2 separate regions of the Podarcis muralis genome follow, and region 1 is linked to region 2. The links are chromatin contacts, called in public Hi-C maps. All regions are on one chromosome and are shown on one strand. The core of a region is the stretch at or near the end of the contact, and the rest is flanking DNA. Distances in the headings are between cores, read along the strand shown. Region 1 holds the start of CYP20A1 (cytochrome P450 family 20 subfamily A member 1). Region 2 holds the start of WDR12 (WD repeat domain 12).

Region 1 (5,279 bases), core at 2,158-4,657, 220 kb before region 2:
GACCGGTGTTATATGGTCCTGGCGGCTGCTCCCAGTCACCAGTATAGCTGCTGCGTTCTGGATTAGTTGTAGTTTCCAGGTTACCTTCAAAGGTAGCCCCACATACAGTGCATTGCAGTAGTCCAAGCGGGAGATAACCAGAGCATGCACCACTCTGGCAAGACAGTCTGCGGGCAGGTAGGGTCTCAGCCTGTGTACCAGGTGGAGCTGGTAAACAGCTGCCCTGGACACAGAATTGACCTGTGCCTCTATGGACAGCTGTGAGTCCAAAACGACTCCCAGGCTGCGCACCTGGTCCTTCAGCGGCACAGGTACCCCATAGGAACTTTCCCTATCAGCAGCTCCCAAGAAAGATCAGAACATACCCCATTTGTGCACAAAAATATTACTTCTCTGTGCACAGAGGGGAAAAGATTCACGCCCTTGATCAAGCGTGGAAAAACCTGCGGCTTGCCAAGTTTTGCTGGACTCCAACTCCCATCAGCCTTGATCAGCTTGCCCAATGGTCAGGGACGATGTGAGTTGTAGCACAACAACATCTGGAGACACGATTTCCCGTCGCTGCCCCAATCGAACATGTAAGAAGCTACTTACTTTTCATCCGTCGGAGTCATCCCTGGGATACCTGAAGCCTGTCTGGAAGACTAAGGAAGGAAAGGAGCAGTAATCATAACCACAATCCACAGTTGATGGAATTCAGCCACGTAAACGGAGGCTTGAACAGATCATCAAGATTACGTGCTGCACATTACTACAGATGTACTAAGTGAGACCATTATAAAGCAGCAGTGGATATCTAAAAATATTTCCCCCTCCCCAAGTTTGAAATGCTCAAAGGGCAGAAAGATAGATCAACTCAAGATATCAAACGGCAGCACAACCCCTGAAAAAAAGCGGGACCCTTTGTATGTGAAACGTGATCCGAGTTCGAATCAGGGCAACCACCGCCAGTCAGAGTAGAACTGGCTTGCTAGGAAGATGGTGGGCTCCTCCGCGAACGGCTGTGATCCTCAACACACTCGCGAGGGAGCAGGCCCCCTTGCACCCAACCTCTGAATAAACAACTATTAAGACCGTATTGTCAGCCAGCAAACTTGCGTACCTGTACTAAGTGGAAAGCCCCACCGACTTCAGCGAGGGCCTTACTCCCGTTAAACGTGCAGAACACCAGGTCGCACATCTGCAGCCATAGCTCATAGCCAAAGATAAACTACCCGGACACTGAGGTCCAGCGCCGAGGGCCTTCTGGCGGTTCCCTCCCTGCGAGAAGCCAAGTTACAGGGAACCAGGCAGAGGGCCTTCTTGGTAGTGGCACCCGCCCTGTGGAACTCCCCCCCCCCATCAGATGTCAAAGAACTAAGCAGCTATCTGACTTTTAGAAGACATCTGAAGGCAGCCCTGTTTAGGGAAGCTTTTAATGTATAACAAACTACTGTATTTTAATACTTTGTTGGGAGCCACCCAGAGTGGCTGGGGAAACCCAGCCAGATGGACGGGGTATAAATAAATTATTATTATTATTATTATTATTATTATTATTATTATTATTATTATTACCTACTGGAAAGTTGCTTCCGAAGTTTAGTACCCTCCTCCTCAAAAAGACCACCTTGCTTTCATCTCCTGTGGTTTCTGCCCTGCTCAGCTGTACATGTACACACTTCGCCAGAATTTCGAATTTCCGTCTGTTTTTTTTTTTTTGGAGGACTACAACTCCCATCATCCTTAACAAGCTGCGACAGTGGTCAGAGATGATGGGAACTGTAGTCCCAACTTTGCAAAAAACGCCTTTAAAGCGTATTGGAGGCGCGTCCCCTCCCTCAAAGGATTCTGGGTCCCGTAGTCTGTTCAGAGTTGGCGCAGAGCTGGAATTTCTCTGCGAGGGGTCAAGTCAGAGCTGTCAACTTTCAGATTTGAAAATAAGGGATCAGCAGACTCGAAGATAAGGGATCAGCAGCCTCACCCGTCCCGGGGACAGTCTACGGGATATCTAACAATCTGGGATAGCAGCGGGAAGCAGCGCTGGAATAAGGGAATATCCCGCAAAAAAAAAAGGGGGGGGAAAGGTTGACAGCTATGGGTCAAGTGCTGCGGCCAGAATCGTTGGAGGGGAAGAACTTCGGACTTACTTCCGAGTAGCCCAACTCCCTGCAATGCAGGAATCTCCGATAGAGAAATATCTGCTTGTGCTGTTTCCGAGCACAATTCATAGTGTTGGTGCTGACCTTTAAAGCCCTAAATGGCCTCGGTCCAGTATACCTGAAGGAGCGTCTCCACCCCCATCGTTCAGCCCGGACACTGAGATCCAGCTCCGAGGGCCTTCTGGAGGTTCCCTCGCTACGAGAAGTGAGGTTACAGGGAACCAGACAGAGGGCCTTCTCGGTGGTGGCGCCCACCATGTGGAACCCTTCAGATGTGAAGGAAATAAGCAGCTAGGTAAAGGTACCCCTGCCCATACGGGCCAGTCTTGACAGACTCTAGGGTTGTGCGCCCATCTCACTCAAGAGGCCGGGGGCCAGCGCTGTCCGAAGACACTTCCGGGTCACGTGGCCAGCGTGACAAGCTGCAGCTGGCGAGCCAGTGCAGCACACGGAACGCCGTTTACCTTCCCGCCAGTAAGCGGTCCCTATTTATCTACTTGCACCCGGGGGTGCTTTCGAACTGCTAGGTTGGCAGGCGCTGGGACCGAGCAACGGGAGCGCACCCCGCCGCGGGGATTTGAACCGCCGACCTTTCGATCGGCAAGCCCTAGGCGCTGAGGCTTTTACCCACAGCGCCACCCACGTCCCTAGTGGAACCCTTCAGATGTGAAGGAAATAAGCAGCTATCCTATCTTTAAAAGACATCTGAAGGCAGCCCTGTTTAGGGAAGTTTTTAATACTTAATGCTGTATTGTTTTTAACACTTGATTGGGAGCTGCCCAGAGTGGCTGGGGAGACTCAGCCAGATGGGCGGGGTATAAATAAATAGTTGTTGTTGTTGTTGTTGTTGTTGTTGTTGTTGTTGTTGTTGTTATTATTATTATTATTATGCTTTACCTCCGGTGCAGGGTCACCCGGAACTAAGTTACACTAACTCAAAACCCCACGACGGGACTCCCTCCCCAGTAAAGCCATTAGAGCTGCGGGGGACGCGCCGCCCGCTTCCGCGCGGGCACTTTCTCCCGGCGCCCCAAGATTCTAGAACCCCTTTGATCTCCCCTTTGATCTCCCGGCGCGCGCGCGGTGCAGCCTTTACCGGGTAGAGGTAAAGCACGGCCCCCACCAGGACCAGCAGGAAAGTGACGGCGAAGATAGCGAAGTCCAGCATGGCAGCAGCAGCAGCCCTTCCTCGCCCGAGTTTGGGTGGCAGCAGGGCGGAGATCCGAGCAACGGGGGAGGCGAGAGCAATCGAGCTATCGGCTGTGCGAGGAAGGCGGGGAGGGGGGCGGGACTTTTCCTGGAAACGCGCGTGCACGCGCACACACCCCCAACCCGGCTGATGGAGGTCCAGTCCCAGCTGCGCCCAAAGGTGCGCTTGCATCGCCTCTCCGCGCGCAGCTCCTGCAGCGCCTGGTCTGGCGTCCTTACGCCTTCCGGGAAGAAAAGCGGTGCATTTGCACTGAGCGATCCTTGTTGCTTTTTTCCCTTTCTTAGGTTTTGGGTTACAAAGCTTTCCTGAAGCCCTGGATCCCGTCGAAGCTGCAAGGACGGCTGCAGCAAAATTCATTGGCCAGTATTCATTGCCTCGCCGACGGTTTTTGTTTTTTTCCTTCGCAGGTTGCTCCGCTGCCCTCCGGTACAAAAAGTCTTGCAGCGGTTGCTTATGAACCAGAGCTTTGTGTAATATTTTTATTAAATTTTCTGTTTTACAGTTTCAGATAGACACTTTGCATCCTTGAGATATCAGTGACTTCGCTTTTTCTCTTTCCATGGTTCGTTTTGCATATCTTGTATCCCTGCATGTTTTACAGAAACTATACCAATCGGTTTTCCATTATTAAAGGTAAAGGGACCCCTGACCATTAGGTCCAGTTGTGGCTGACTCTGGGGTTGCGGCGCTCATCTCGCTTTATTGGCCGAGGGAGCTGGCGTACAGCTTCCGGGTCATGTGGCCAGCATGACTAAGCCGCTTCTAGCGAACCAGAGCAGCGCACGGAAACGCCGTTTACTTTCCCGCCAGAGTGGTACCTATTTATCTACTTGCACTTTGACGTACTTTCGAACTGCTAGGTTGGCAGGAGCAGGGACTAAACAATGGGAGCTCACCCTGTCGCAGGGATTCGAACCACCGACCTTCTGATCGGCAAGTCTTAGGCTCTGTGGTTTAGACCACAGCGCCACCCGCTGACAGAAAACTGGAATAAATGTTTATCTCTAAACTATGGTTGCTTGTTACGTTTGGAAACTCAAACCCTCTTTGGGTTCTCATCTACAGTACCACAAACCAGTTTGGTATGTCCGAACAGAACAGGTATGAGGCTCTTCAGTGATAATATTAGTGAAATAAATAGCTCACTTGATTTATGAACAAGATTGTCCACTTTTTAAAATGTGTTAATACCATCTGCCTGGGAACTGAGGTGCTCTAAAGAACAAGTGCAGCTCACTGCCGTCACATAATAATAATAATAATAATAATAATAATAATAATAATAATAATAATTTATTTATACCCCACCCATCTGGCTGAGTTTCCCCAGCCACTCTGGGCGGCTTCCAATCAAATGTTAAAAACAATACAGCATTAAATATTAACTTCCCTAAACAGGGCTGCCTTCAGATGTCTTTTAAAAAGAAGATAGCTGCTTATTTCCTTCACATCTGAAGGGAGGGCGTTCCACAGGGCGGGTGCCACTACCGAGAAGGCCCTCTGCCTGGTTCCCTGTAACCTCACTTCTCGCAATGAGAGAACTGCCAGAAGGCCCTCGGTGCTGGATCTCAGTGTCTGGGCTGAATGATGGGGGTGGAGACGCTCCTTCAGGTATACAGGACTGAGGCCATTTAGGGCTTTAAAGGTCAGCACCAACACTTTGAATTGTGCTTGGAAATGTACTGGGAGCCAATGCAGATCTCTCAGGACTGGTGTTACGTGGTTCCAGCGGCCACTCCCAGTCACCAGTCTAGCTGCCGCATTCTGGATTAATTGCAGATTCCGGGTCACCTTCAAAGGTAGCCCCACGTAGAGTGCATTGCAGTAGTCCAAGTGGGAGATAACTAGAGCATGCACCACTCTGGCGAGACAGTCCGCAGGCAGGTAGGGTCTCAGTCTGCGTACCAGGTGGAGCTGGTAGACAGCCA
Region 2 (5,317 bases), core at 2,232-4,731:
TGGATTTTGAAGCAAGCCAAACAATCCATCTGTGGGAGGACAACTTTTTACTGTCACATCCTATTTCTGACTATTATTGATATTTGCAGGTATGTGTGTGCATCCAATCAGCAGTATTGGGGTCGATTTAGAAACAATCCAAACCCTTGCAGTGGTGCAACGAACGGCTTTTTTTTTTTTCCGACCCCCCAAAAACCAAATTATTATAACTCTTCCAACAGGTTGAACATATCCTGTGAAACAAAAACAAAAAAGGGTGAGATTGGGGGAGGAACAGCAACAGCCTTAACATGGGGAACAACAAGCAAGCTCCTTGCCAACCACTTTAAAAGATGGGCGGGGTAGAAATAATAAATTATTTAAAAATTATTATTAAAAGGCTTGAGGCACCTTAAAGACTAATCAGATTTAAGCACTAACCATGAATGGTAAAATGCACATTTACTAAAAGAATGTAAGAGGGAGGAAAGCAACCTCCACATTTAAGGGACACAGGTAGCGCTGTGGTCTAAACCACAGAGCCTAGGACTTGCCGATCAGAAGGTCGGCGGTTCGAATCCCTGTGAAGGGGTAAGCTCCCGTTGCTCGGTCCCTGCTCCTGCCCACCTAGCAGTTTGAAAGAATGTCAAAGTGCAAGTAGATAAATAGGTACCGCTCCGGCGGGAAGGTAAACGGCGTTTCCGTGCGCTGCTCTGGTTCGCCAGAAGCGGCTTAGTCATGCTGGCCACATGACCCGGAAGCTGTATGCCAGCTCCCTCGGCCAATAAAGCGAGATGAGTGCCGCAACCCCAGAGTCAGGCACGACTGGACCTAATAGTCAGGGATCCCTTTACCTTACTTTCAGCAAATTGTCCACAGTTGCACCACAGTTGCACCACAACAGGCTTTTCAGAACTGGCTGCTTTCAATGAAAGGGCCTTTTTCAATTGCAATTATTTCATATGCTTGCAAACAGATTTTACATACCTACATACTTCAAACTCCGACGCTTAATTGTGTGTGGGGGGGGGAGGGTTAAATGGCTGTTTCCCCTTCTCCCCTGAAGTTTTAAGCAGTTCTTATATGTAAGCCGCCTTGAGCATCAGGGGAAAAGGCAGGGTACAAATGAATATTTTTGTATTGTGCTTTTAATTCTGTTGGGAGCTGCCCAGAGCGGTTGGGGAAACCCAGCCAGATGGACGGGGTATAAATAATTTAAATAATAATAATAATAACAATAATAATAATATATCAGCATCACCTTAAATTGGCCACGTACAAATGTTTAATTTAGGGTGTGCAGAAAATATTTTTTAAAAAATAAATGTAAGGAGCCTAGGAAAGAAAGGGAAGGAAGCAGAGTTTGGAAATGTCAACACGATTGTAAAGTTATTGAAATGGATAAAACTTAAAGTCACTAATAAATAATGATGATGATGATGATGATGGAGTCGAGGCTTTTGCCCACACAACAAGCTGAGTTGGGGGGGGGGGAATTTGTCGACACAATTGTAAAGTTATTGAAATGGATCAAACTGAAAGTCACTAATAAATAATAATAATGGAGTCGTGGCTTTTGCCCACACAAGCTGAGCTGAGATGGGGGGGGGATCTGTCGACACGATTGTAAAGTTATTGAAATGGATAAAACTTGAAGTCACTAATAATAATAATAATAATAATAATAATAATAATAATAATAATAATAATGGAGTCGTGGCTTTTGCCCACACAACAAGCTGAGCTGGGGGGGCGGATTTGTCGACACGATTGTAAAGTTACTGAAATGGATAAAACTGAAAGTCACTAATAAATATTATTAATAATAATAATAATAATAATAATAATAATAATAATAATGGAGTCGTGGCTTTTGCCCACACAGCAAGTTGAGCTGGGGGGTGGAATGTGGGGGGGGGGGAGGAATCTGTGGGGGGAGGGGGCGCCCCTCCACCAGAATATTAAGCCCCAATTTGGGGTGGGGGGGTGACTCGAGCCCCTCCCCCTGCCAGGCAGAAACAGCCCCCCCCTCCCTCTTTCCCTCCCTCCTTCCCTGAGGAGGAGGAGGTGGGCAGGGCGGGCCAGGGCGCGCGGCAGCGTGAGTGACGCGACCGGCGCCTGCCGCGCGCCCGAGCCCAGCCAGGGGGTGGGGAGGGGGGAAGGGGGAGGGAGGGGAGGGGGGAGGAGGGAAAATTCAGAACGAGTCTACTCAACCTCGTCTTGGGCACCGCCGTGGGAGACCGCGCGGACGGCGCAGGCGCAGCAGCACGCACGCGCCGCGCCCACCAGGCCGCCGCAAGCGAAGGCGAAGGGTTTTTTTTTTTTTTGCGACGGGAGCCAACGGGGCACCGTAGAAAACCCGGAAGTACTGGAGTATCCACGTGTTTGTGTGGGTTTTTTCAGAAAGGGAGAGAGGGTTCGCTGATGGGTGCTTTTATTTATTTATTTTTCCCAGAATAAATTTTTATTATTTCCTTTAAATGAAATATTATTTCCTTTGATGTATTACAGTATTTTAATATTTTTTTGAAAGCCGCCCAGAGTGGCTGGGGAAGCCCAGCCAGATGGGCGGGGTATAAATAAATTATTATTATTATTATTATTATTATTATTATTATTATTATTATTATTATTATATCTTTTTCCATCCGTCCATACAATCACAGTATGTTCCCTTTGGCTCTGCCGAGTCTTGACTTCCCTCCCTCCCTTCAGTTGGTGTATTTATCACATTTTTATCGCGTACATTATTTTTACATCTCTACTACTTTGCGTTGAAGGTGCTTTTTTTAAAAAGGGTTTCCGTACGCTCAGGTGTGCCCAGTTCTGCAGAGGTACGGAATGGCAATGAACGCTGGTTTGCGGGCTGCTATTAAAATGGAAACGTTGCCAAATGCATGGCACGTTTGTAGACGCGCAGACACGCATCTTGGAAGGGGGAGGTGTTATGAGTTTGTTTCTTTTTTGTTCCCATTTATGAACTTTGTGTTTTTATGCTGTGAACTGCCCTGAGATCATTAAATAAACATTTCATACATATACACATAGGTATTTGGGTAGTATAAAAATAACTCAAATATATATCTAGAGAGAGAGAGAGAAATAATAGATATATATATATATGAGTTTTATTTTTATATTACCCAACTTCCTTCAACTCAGATGGGTATAAATAGGAATAACAGGCTGCAAACCCAGCATAAGTTTACAGCACAAAGCACATTTCCCCCACCCTGAGAACTAATTTCCTGAGAATTGTAGCTCCGGGACTGCAGCTCCCAGGATCCATGGGGGGTGGAGTGGAGAGGGAAATATAATTTTTTAAAATACAGTGTACGCCTTTTTTGGGGCACGGAGGAACCAATTGAAAAACAACAACCCATCGACTTCGTGGCTTATGTAGGAAGTGGGGGGGCGAGAAGAGAGGGAGGAAAAAATAAAAGCTGCTTCTTTACCTTTAAGGGCAGACTAAACTAATCGCTCGCTGAGGCGACTCCATCGGCCCCACGGCAGAGGGCGGAAGCAACTCTGAAGCCACGTGGGACGAGGCGCTGCTGATTCTGGGGAGAGACAGAAATATCCCAGCCTTTGAAATGGCGCAGCTTCAGGCTCGCTTCTTCACTGAGGACACGAAGTAAGTACATCGCCGGGGTCTGGAAGGGCATAACTGGGTCATCTCAGCAATGGCAACTGTGGTTGAAGCGCTGCTCTTAAGCAAAGTCCATTTTGGCATGCCTCTTGCACTTTATGGTCTTTTGGCCTCAGCCATTCATTCATATAGATGTATATGTACGTGTATGCAATATTATAATTCATTCTTATCAGGGGCAGGGTGATGGGGTCAACCAAATAACAGAACCTTTTGGAAACTTACCAGATTGTCTTCCAGTATCTATAACTGAAGTCAAGAACCTTATTTCAGAGTTAAGAAGCAATAAAGCACCAGGCGTAGATTATTTCCCCCCAGAATCTAACATTGACTGATGGGCCTCCCTGGTGGTGGTAATATTCTCATTTATTGATTCACCTGGGTTATTTCCCAAAGTTTGGGCCACAGCGGTAGTCATCCCTATATTCAAAAAGGGCCTTACCTCCAATCCAACTAGTTATAGACTAGTTAGCTTGCTACCTGTAATTAGCAATTATATGCAAAGCATATGCAAAGTTCAGGAAATCTTGTGCCAAGTGCCTTTAAAGTGCCACAGATGGTTTGTTTGTTTGTTTTGATTCCAAAACAATTCTCTTGGGTTTGGTTTGTCATTCAGGTTGGGGGTAGATGTTACTGGGATTTGATATGGGTGGCAGGGCCCATAGTCGCCTTTGACTGGACTTAACCGTCCAGGGGTCCTTTACCATACCTATACGATGGTATAGTATAGTACATGAGTCTGCTCTTAAAAGGTAAAATATTTCCCATGAAGACGATGGTGGAAGTTTGAGATTGATTTTACCCTTTTCTGAATACTGTGTGCAACTGTTTTCTCTCCACAGATACGCAGTAGATGATGTTCCTTTCTCTGTCCCAGCTGCTTCTGAAGTTGCTGATCTCAGTAATGTTATCAACAAATTGCTGGAAGCAAAAAATGGTACGTTTATGTTTGAGGGAAGTGGCTTTAAAAGTTTGCTCCCTTGCTATTAGTCAAGAGTTAATTTTAGGAGTCTGTAGATGTGGTTACCACACATACAACTAATCACAGTTTACAGTTTTACAGAATTAATTTTTGCTATTAAACACATGATGCTATAGATATCACCTCAGCAAATTCCGTATAAACGCACATTAATTTATTACATTTATATTCAACCCTTCCTCCCAAAGCATATCTTATTTAGCAAAGCACACTAGAGTGGAGATACACAATTTGGGGCACAAGTCAATTTGTAGATTATGTATGAATTATTTATTTATCACATTTGTAGTTCACGCTTCATCTCAAAGTGTCAGAACACTGTTATCCCTGGAGCAGTTTTTTTGTCGTATGGGCTAGGTTGGGAGACAGTGACTTAGCCAAGGGTCTCCAGTGATCTTTACAAGGAGCAATCTGAACCCAGGGTGAGAACTTCAGTACATAACAATGACCCCATGGACCAGAGCATGCCAGGCACTCCTGTCTTCCACTGCCTCCCGCAGTTTGGTCAAACTCATGCTGGTAGCTTCGAGAACACTGTCCAACCATCTCATCCTCTGTCTTCCCCTTTTCCTTGTGCCCTCAATCTTTCTCGACACCAGGGTCTTTTCCAGGGAGTCTTCTCCTCTCATGAGGTGGCCAAAGTATTGGAGCTTCAGCTTCAGGATCTGTCCTTCCAGTGAGCACTCAGGGCTGATTTCCTTAAGAAT

What was found. Hi-C and Micro-C count contacts between places; a contact is called where the count stands out from the background.
Region 1: a Hi-C map of blood shows a contact between it and region 2, with 12 times the contacts expected there. The contact joins the promoter of CYP20A1 here to the promoter of WDR12 in region 2. A contact is called at or near these places in 2 of 3 Hi-C or Micro-C datasets (blood and tail).

The regions. Positions count from the first base shown.
Region 1 is chr1:127,524,629-127,529,907 of rPodMur119.hap1.1, reverse strand. It overlaps CYP20A1 (cytochrome P450 family 20 subfamily A member 1), which reads right to left and starts at 3,407. Exons shown (of 13, transcript XM_028701916.2): 1 at 3,238-3,407; 2 at 595-644. The coding sequence starts at 3,309.
Region 2 is chr1:127,300,592-127,305,908 of rPodMur119.hap1.1, reverse strand. WDR12 (WD repeat domain 12) reads left to right here and starts at 3,481. Exons shown (of 13, transcript XM_077918169.1): 1 at 3,481-3,613; 2 at 4,471-4,565. The coding sequence starts at 3,573. It overlaps CARF (calcium responsive transcription factor), which reads right to left and starts at 3,534. Exons shown (of 16, transcript XM_077918147.1): 1 at 3,435-3,534.